Linked DNA regions of Columba livia: region 2 is linked to region 1. Evidence: chromatin contacts called from public Hi-C data. All regions are on one chromosome and are shown on one strand. The core of a region is the stretch at or near the end of the contact, and the rest is flanking DNA. Distances in the headings are between cores, read along the strand shown.

The links. Hi-C and Micro-C count contacts between places; a contact is called where the count stands out from the background.
Region 2: a contact with region 1 is called in a Hi-C map of liver, with 4 times the contacts expected there. The contact joins two enhancer-like sites. A contact is called at or near these places in 2 of 2 Hi-C or Micro-C datasets (crop and liver).

The regions. Positions count from the first base shown.
Region 1 is chr18:11,160,980-11,165,774 of bColLiv1.pat.W.v2, forward strand. CEP112 (centrosomal protein 112) reads left to right here. Exons shown (of 26, transcript XM_065034982.1): 6 at 2,077-2,173; 7 at 4,432-4,506. Among named protein-coding and RNA genes, the nearest start is that of CEP112, 9.3 kb to the left of the region's middle. Within about 2 kb of position 2,837, at least 1 of the 3 cell types and tissues checked has an H3K27ac peak away from gene starts, as active enhancers do.
Region 2 is chr18:11,437,479-11,442,286 of bColLiv1.pat.W.v2, forward strand. No RefSeq gene overlaps it. Among named protein-coding and RNA genes, the nearest start is that of RGS9, 33 kb to the right of the region's middle. Within about 2 kb of position 3,428, at least 2 of the 3 cell types and tissues checked have an H3K27ac peak away from gene starts, as active enhancers do.

The DNA.
Region 1 (4,795 bases), core at 1,587-4,086:
ACATTGTTAAATATCAGTGTGTAGCTGTGCTGAACCAGGAGGAACCAGTGAGTTTCCCTTACTTTGTTCCTAGTAGGAAATTATTTACTGATCTCCCTTATTAGCAGCAAATTGCTTCCTTCTCCCATCCCAGCTCTGCTTCGGCTGGAGCAGGAGGTGCCAGGGCTGGTGTCAGGACTCCGACCATTCTCCACTCACCTGCTGTGATTTCTGGGGCCGACTCGCATTAGCAGAAGGCTGGAGAAGGGAGTGAACGGGAGTATATGCTTGATATGAGCAAAACTCTGCTCCATCCTTTATTGTCTTCTCCAATTTTCTTTATAGAATCAAGTAGAGCAACTTCCTTTTCAGATCATCTTCAAAATAGCAAATAGGGAACTAAGAATATGTCTAGACTTCTTTCCCCCATTTTGTCAATTTAGGAATATCACTGGTAGCTTGGGTTGGTTTGAATATTTATTGGTATTCCTTAATCTCTTTAATGATAGGGGCATTAATTCTGTTTTTAAACAGTTGGGACTATATTGAATTGTTAGGTAACCTGCATATTGTTCAGAAAAGATACCTGATAAAAGTGCAGGTTTACTGAGGGGCAAAGATTTGTCTCCTTTTAATGAACGATAATTTTGCGTCAAATGAAATTGTCGTAAGAAATCCATGATTTGGAATGCTAAAGACAGTCATTGTGTTATATTTCTTTTCACCCTTTTTACCTCGATGTCTCTGCTTATCTAAACCATTTACTGCTTTGGAACTGTTACTTTGCGCATGTTGTGGGTATTTATTGGTGCTGGAAGGGCTGTTCCCCATTGGTTCCATGAGAACTGGGGCCCTGCGCTTCAGGAAAAATGTCTGTGTTTGTCTTCCTAGAAGTGACGAGTTTACATTGTACATCCAACAGTTTTCTTGCTGTTCATAAACACTTCATTTGTCTCAGTGTCTTTTTGGCATTGCTTACTGTCTAATTTGCTGCTGGATGGGAAGAATGAAAGGTATTTTAATGGGCTGACTTGATTTTAATACAGTGTCGCTAGTCATTGTGAAGGTGGATGGGCTAACGGGAGGTTTTAATTACTTTAATATGTGTGTGTTTGAGAGTGCTGAAGGGTGTTTTGGATCTTCTGCTCTATCAACCTATCTAATAAAGTCTTATTGTTGTTTTGTTTTCTTCCAGGCTGTTGTGTCACTGTTCTATAGTTGAGAAAGGTCTGTTGACCAGGTGTATCAGTGAAGATTATCTTCACCTATCTGCTATTCTTAATTTCCTTTTGTTCAAATGCTTTATTTATGGCTAAATCTTTAAAAACAAGAAACCCTACACACTTTTTTTTCTGTCCTTGTTGAAGCTGCATTTGTATCCTGTCCTGCACGCCTTTCTTTACCGTCCCCCTATATATACACCACTCGGGTCCATAAAATAGAGCTGAAACGCAACGTGACTAATACCGTCTTTATGACTTGTTCTTTGACGTGTTACTCTCCACCCTGGCCTTTCATGTCATTGCTTTTCTGTTGAGCTGTACATGTAGTTCTTGCCCTTGCCTTCGGGTTTGTGTATTATATGTAGATATACCTTGATCCAACCTCGTATTTTTTTTGATCTTCCCCAAGTCTTCTCCCCTATGGCACGGCCAACCATCACCTTCATTCCTGTTTCTTCTCTGAGTTGCTGGATTTTATCCTTTGCTGTCTCATATGTATAGTAATTTTTCTTTCAAAACCATTCCCTTAGATCAGTCTTCTCAGATAAATTTATTCTAAAAATCTATTGGGAGTTATTGGGTCACGTAGTGACCTAGAGATACAAAGAACACTTTTTAATATACTGTGACGTACACAATATTTCTGGTGGTTTTGTTGGTGTGGGGGTTTTGGGCTGTTTTTTAGTGGAATGCTTAAAGCTTTTGTTTACCTTTAACAATACATTTTTTATTCTACTATTTTTGATCTTTACATCTTGACAAGTATTTTCTCTCGTGTATTTTAAAAGATTTTATGTTAAGATTAGCATCCTTTGTGTGCCGCAAGTTGTTGAGAATCAATTCTTCTCTTTCTGTTTACTCTTTTTAATAACAGGGAAAGATTCAAGTGCAATGAGAAGCCGGCATTAAGATCCCATTCGATGAGTCCTCCTCACCGCACAGATGAAGATAATCTAACCACACCACGCTCTGTAAGATGCTTTTTGTCCTAAAACTTGCTCTAGTTTCAATGAGTCGTTTTTGTCTATCCCCGTAAAGCTTATTTTTAATTGCGTGAGTCGTGATCCCTGTGTACAAGTGCAGACGTCTGGGAAGGAGCGATAGGGAAGACTAAAGCTCATCAAAATCTGCCCTCTGCAAGTGCAGGGGAAAAGAATGTCTCGTAGGATGCTCTCAATCCATCCTGATGGTTGACCTCTGTTTAGTGAAGTGTGTTTCATGTCTGCTGCATTGTTTTCCCTGGGCTTGGCACCCTGACTGTACTGACATCATCTTGTATTTTGCAATAGGAGATTAAAGGAAGTTGCTTAGTTGGCTTCGGCTGCGTGTAATGATGGCTGACCTCTGAAAGAGCGCATTTTGGACCGTTTGTTTTATCAAACTTTCCACAACTAGCATTACGGCTCAGGGAAGGACACTAAACAGACTTCATGTAAAACCCTCTTAATCCAGAATGTTTAATGATATTGCGTGTAGAATCGCAAGCATTTAAATTGAAACATGTATTTGCAGGAGCAAGTTTCAATTTATCAGCTAGGATGTTGTTTTCCTTCGTGAACATGTTCTGTAGCTGTGTAGTGTCCAGTCTTCTGCAGTTCCTTCCCCAGCGCATCTATAAGCGTCCATTCCTCCGTGAAACGCTGAATTTGCCATATGTACATTGTAGGTCTGCACATGTTATTTTATTGTATTGGAGGAACAGTGTGGAAAGTCTGCAGCTCCAAGTGGGCTGTGAGCAATTCGTATAGACTTAATGAGGGCATGAAGTGCAAGTGGGATAAACTGGAAGATGGTTCTGGGGTGTATCTTTCTAAATAACTTGTGTTCTGCTGTGCATTTGGAATAGAGGACTAGCAAGGGGATGCTGCTGACAAGTGGTCTGTGGGCAAAAATTGGATGTCTCTGCTCTAGGCTCTGGTATGAATGTACTTGTGTGTGTGTTGATTTTATGTATACAAATGTAATTAAAAAAAGAAATACCGTAATTAAAAATAAAAAAAAACCAAACCAACAGATGCTGGATTTACTAAATTTCTCCTTATGGGTTTCCTGTTTGTTTTACTTGACTTAAAGAAATACTTCTTATGGAGCATCTATTGTAAAGAAAAGGATTTCCTTCAGTTGAAATCTAGATTTGGGCCTTTAAAGCTTTTTGTTGTTTTGTTTGGTTTTGGTGTTTTTTGTTCCTGGCTCTGCCACGAGCTCCCGGGGCGATGCTGGGCAAATCACTGCACTTCATTGTTCTTTAGCTCCACATTCTGGATTCTGCTGTGATTACAGCTTTAAGTGAAATAATCCTCTCTTGCTTTGCCAAACAGTTTGATGAACATTTGGCTCGCTGGAACAAATAGTGTCTTGTTCTGCTGTCAGTGCCGCACAGATGTTCTGGCATAATTCGGGCCCAGGTAGAGGAACAGGGAGTCTTGTAAGAAACATTGAGCTGCCTCAACCAAGTGTTGATTAACTGAAGTCAAAGCTCCATTCACTGTATGTTCATCATGATTGAGCAGGTTTAAAGAAGAGGTGCCAATACACAAACCTCTTGCTGACAAAACTCAACGAGACAAAGTAATTCCTGCGCTGTTTTTCTAAATAGTGTTACATCCCAGTTCAGGAAAACGTTCTATACCAGCTGCCCTATTTGACACATTAAATACAATCAGTAGTTACCGTTGTCCTGCAGGACAAACTGAAAGATGTATCCTTGAGGAACAACAACCAGAGTTCTTATTGAATGGTGGAAATTCTGCAAAGAGGAGCCCCAGCCTCGAGCTGGTCAGCTACTCCATCCTCTGCAGCTCTCTAACTATCCCTGCCTTGCTGTGGTTTCCTTTAATTATGCTTATTATTATCTTTATTTGGAGGCTGATCAGGTGATCTCTGAATTCTGGATTAGCCACACAAAAGGTACTGTGGAGACAGCTCATTTCTGTAATAAATATGCTGCCTGAAGAATGGAGTGGTTTGGGTTTTGTTTAGTAAACTCACCCTTTATATAGGAGGGCATTGCTTTGGAAATAAATAAGATAAAGAACAAGATCAAAGTGAGGAGGCAGGCTGATTTATCCTCTGAACTCCTTTCTTAGCACGGTATCCTACTATTTAGTTTAAAGCCGTCAGAGGTATGATGGCCCTGTTAGGAAGTGCACTGTAGACACGGCCAAGTCTGATGAGCAGCTTTTGTTCTTAATACTCTTCTGATATTTTATTTGACTTTTTTGTGTTCCAGGAGCATCACCATAAAAAAGCCATGTCTCTGGATGACAGTGACCTCGAAGCACGTCTCAATAGTTGGAATCTTGGGGTAAAATGAGTAGATTTGATTAATAAATACTTGATTAATATTTGCATAACCATTTAATTTTATTAAGATGACTTTTATTTAAATCAAGAAGGGTTTTTTTCTTTTGCGTCTACATTTTCTGCTTGTTCTCACAGGTTGAAAGCTCCTTCAGTTGTGTTTGGGAAAGAGGGCAGCTGAGCTTAGGAGGGATGGGAGCCAGTTTCTAATGAAATACATCAGCTTTGTCATTTTAAAAATAATGTGTTTTCATGTCAGCTTAATCAGTTACCAAATAACCATTATTCTTCCT
Region 2 (4,808 bases), core at 2,178-4,677, 280 kb after region 1:
CCATCCAGCCCAGGAGATGGGAGCAGGAGGGTTCAGATGCCTCGTCTGCTCAAGCGCTGATCTTGTAATTCACCTTGTTTCTCCTGGTGAGACCTTGGGGCTCACCCCACAGCCTCATATTGAAACAGCTCCAGCCAAAGAGCGGGGAAGGTCCAACCTGGAGTCAGAGCCAGGCACACGACATGGGCAGATGTTGCCATGGCAGGGAAGGGATGGAGGAGAGCTCCTGAAGTCTCCCTGGACTGCTTTTGCTGACCCTAATCCCACCCAATGTCCCAGGAAAAACTTTGTGTTTCAGTGGGATTTATGAAAGAAAACCTTTCTTTCCCTTAGTGCCACAGTTGCAGAAACAACATCTGTCAAGGAAGCATTGCTGGCATGAGAATGAGTGATCCACACACCCTTCAACAAGTTTAGGACCTTTGGACTCAAGACTCCGCAAACCTTTTGTTGGTTGGTGAGAAGGGAAAGAACCTGTTCCGAGCTGTGGTATGGGTGGAGAAGGCAGCAGCACGACAGCAGGTTCCTTCTTCCTTCCCTTCACAGCGAGAAGTGGAGCAGCGTGGTGCCTCCTTCACTCCCAGCCATGCTAGAAAGTCTTCTCTGGCTTCTCCTGAGCTGGGAGCGCAGATCCTGCTCCATCGTGAGCACGGAGGAACCAGAGCGGGGGGGATGAGGAGGGGGATGAAGGCACATCCAGCAGAGGATGAGGCTTCCCCACAGCACATGGGCAGGAGGAAGGTGGGGAGCAGGGAGGAGACCCATAGCACAATGGGAGAGCATCAGCAGAGCGAGAACAGGAGCTGGCCCTTGACAAAAGGCCCAATTAGCCGTCTTCCCGCAAACAAACAGCCCCTCGGCCCAACTTCTTCAAACATTGCTCAGGAAATAAAAGGGCCACAGAATTGGAGGGATCAACCTAAGTCATGTACACCTATTTAACAAGAAAACTCATTGATAAGCAAACCACCTGATGCTTGCACAGCAGAAAACACCTGATTCTGCCTGTGGGTTGATAAGCCAATATCTTTAATCTTTTTTTTTTTCTCTCTCTTGATGACTGAAGCACACACTCTGTGCGGCCCTGTGCTCCAGCCACATTGGTAATAGTAACAAAGCTTTGATGTCCCCCTCATTCAACAGAATGTTGTTTAGTTCAAAGCGAAGAACAGAGGCAATTCTTTGCTTTTAAATTATTAGCTCCCTAAGTCTTCTGTAATGATATAGTTTGACTGAAGTGTGCAGTTTATTAACTACATAAAGACGATATTATTAGAGCGGAGAAAGACAGCCGAAAGTTTTGCCTTTCAGCTCAGCAGCAGGGGTTTTTGATACTTTGATCTCAATCAATGCTAAATGTCTTTGTGAGATAGAGGGAGCAGCAGAAATTACCTTTGGCACCATGACTACATCAATTATTTAGTTCTTTTTCTTATAAATTAAAGTGTTCTTCAACTTTTACCCCAATTTTTTCCTCTTCTTCTTTTTTTTTTTTTTTAATTTTCCCCCCCTTCAGTTGATTGGGGGAAAAGAAAAGCTGACTGGAGGAAGTCTGGCTGTGAACATTAATAAAAATCTCACTGACCTTTCCCAGTGCTGGTCTGGGGTCTTCTCTGGGGTGAGGAGATGGATTCCTGTGAATAACAACAGCAAAAGGGTAGCTTGGGGTAATGTGCTGTTTAACCAAATGACTGCGTAGGTTGTTATTGCAAATTTGTCTATGACTAGCCTATTTTTTTCCCAATACTGCTAGCATGAATGCAGCTGGAAAAATGGGACACCTGATGGAAACAAAAGGATTGCTCTAAGCAGGATTTAAAGTGTTGGTGCTTAATAAAGTTCTTTCCATTGCTTCTAGCACAATGCACAGAGGGAAAGTTTAGGAGCAAGAAGGAGGCCCCATCTTCGGTAAGAAGGAGAAGAAACGCAGGTCTTACAGCAGAGTTGCAAAGAGCCAGACCTCTGTGCCTGCGGCTGCAGCAGCTGCCGACGTGCTACGTATGGGATGCACTCGCTGTTGTTAAAGCCACTGGTGTCAGGTAATCCCACCCATACAGAAGTTGTGTCCAGTCTTGAGTGAGTCTCCCTACAGCCAGTGGAGGGAATGAGCCATTTCCAAAGCTGATTCTTCCCACTCTAAGCGGGGTGACCGACTCCTTCCCCGGGGACAGACAGAACCCAGCACAATGGGACTAGAGGTGAGTGGGGACAACGCAGCACAGCACTTCTGCTGGATAACAACACATGGTGAGATATTTCAGAGGAATTTCTGCTCTTTTAATACTCCAGGGAAGAGACAAGGCTGGTGGCCTGAGAGCAGAGCCAAGGGAGGAGGGTTTCCTGCAATTTTGGGAGCTAGTGGCTAGTGTCCAGTACTGAGGTGTTCCCAAGTGTGTTAGAAGCCACTGGAACCAGAACCTGGGCTGGGAACACAAGCTGCAGGACCACAGAGCTGCTCACGGGCTGGATTCACACCGAGGCTGAGCCCAACGCAGCTCGGTGATTTACAATATCACCCTTTGGCCAGAGAATTTTTTTGTGAGCGAGAAATAAGAGAGGTCTTTGCAGAAATGTTGAAGCATGAACTATGGGAACTTCGGTATATTTATATGTAGAACATGTTAGAGAACAACATAATTCTGTTTTCATGGTGATCAAAGTTTTGCAAGAAGGACGACTTGAGACAGTGTGCTAAGCTGCTATGGCAACATGAATTTTAAAAAGTAAACTGACTTGTGAGAGCTTATCTTTCCCTCTTTAGTGTGGTGCAGAACAGATCTGGGAACCTCTGCCCTAAAAGGGATCCTGTGAGGTGCTCACCTCTGCTTCTGGGCCAGGCGTATTGCAAAATGCATAAAACATATCCCTGGCGGCAAGGGGAAATCTACCCCGGTGACTGGGCTTCTTCCTGCATCCCTGAGGCTCCTCCACCCCAAAAAGCCAAGTCATGGTGACTCTTTCGTAATATCATTGTCATAATTCAGATATTCAGATTTTGGGGTGAACGTACCGTGAACCACTTCAGTTCAACTGACATTCTATTCTGGGACCTGAGGAGGCCGTAACGCGATGCAGCCCTGCACAGAGGTGAATTCCACCCACAGAGCACCGTTTCCCAGAGCATCATGACGTGGGCTCGGTTTACATCTCGCTTTTCAAGCCACCCTCGCAAAATGTAAAGGCGGCGGTGTCAGGGACGCTCCTGACGGCTCCTTTCACAAGGGGATGCTGTGAAGAGCTGTCATGCTCTGAGTCAGCTGTTCCGCCACGGCTGGCATGTCAGGCAGGAAGAGTTTGCTCGCAGAGCTATCCCAACCCCGCCGCCTGCCAAAACCACACGGGGGATCTCATGGGAACAAGCCCTCTCCTGAGCCAGCTGGTCCTTCCTGCTCCTCAGGCCTGATCCTGCTGGATGCTGAGCATTCTTTGTTCCATTTTTAAATTAACGAGACTCAAGCAATGCTCAGGCCAAGACTTCAGAGGGAAAAAAAGAAAAAAAAACAAGAAAAAAACAAGCCCTCAGTGTTTTTGGCACTTGGGCTGTATGTCCCAGCTGGAGAGGAGAGAGTGAAATGTCAGACTTTAAGAGAGATTTGAGAGATGCCGCTAGCGTGGAAAACAGATCTCTGATTTTAATCAGGTTCACTGAGCTGGGTATGTCCCCACATACACTTCTCCATCCACCCTGGCGAGCAGGTCCAGCGCAGCGCGTACCCAGCCCCACGGCACGACCACACAGCAGGGTCACCCCAAAGCCGGCAGCCCCACACCGCGGGATCCCCCTCCTGCCCATCGCCCCAGCAAGGCGCTGAGGTTCACCAGTATGGGACTCGCTCCCATCCTGTCCCAACAGTGTCCCCTTGAGGTTGCTGGCTGAGGCAGCCTGGGAAGAGCCCTCACACAGGCTTGGGGGAACCCCAGAAGCTGCTCTTGCTTTTCAGGCTGGCCCAGGGCTGCAGAGCGAACAAGCAAACAAATCCCAGCAGCCATGGGTCAGCGTGAGCCTGAGCAAAGGGTGGCGGAGGAGCCCACCCTGACGTGGGACCTCCACGGATGGAGCTGAGCACGTTGTAGAAGCACACAGCTAATTAAGCATCTTCCTTCCAAGTTTGTTCAAACAATATTCAAAGTCTGACCACTGCAGCCCCCGCTGCAGCTTGTCAGCTCAGACCTGGAGCAGAGATGAGCCAAAGCAGGGCCATGGCCGCCCCGTGGGTCCGTGCCAGCCCCCACAGCCGCAGGAGGCAGGACCGTGGAGCTCTGGCGAGGGCACGGGGCTTCCTCACTACTGCTTGAGTCTCCTTTCTTCTGTCAGCCAAGCAGCAGGGATTTTTCTGAGAAACTGCCCACAGGGAGCGATCACTTTTTCCAGTCATTAACCTTACACATCCCTCACATTATCGGAATACCTTGGATGTCTAAGTTGCTGCAGTGAGCTAATTCTTCCAGGTGACTCCAGGCAGCATTAAATGGGCTCCTGCACAGCGAGGGGATTTGAACTCGAGAGCTGAAAGCGCTCCCGACTCCAGCACGTCAGGCCTCCGGCTGGGGCCAGACCGTCAGATGTCACCGTGTGAGCGCAGCGTGGTGGCAGGAGGGATCCGGGGCCTCCGGAGCAGCAGTCTGCAACCCGCAGTCAGCAGGAGCATGGGGGGTCCAGGGGCGAAGGAAGGAAGGAAGGAAGGAAGGAAGGAAGGAAGGAAGGAAGGAAAGAAAGGCATGGGGTCCTGTCCCACCAGGGGAAAAAATTGTCAGAGTCCTCAAGTTGAAAGATACTGAGGGAAAAAATGCAGTGCCCTGAAGGGATA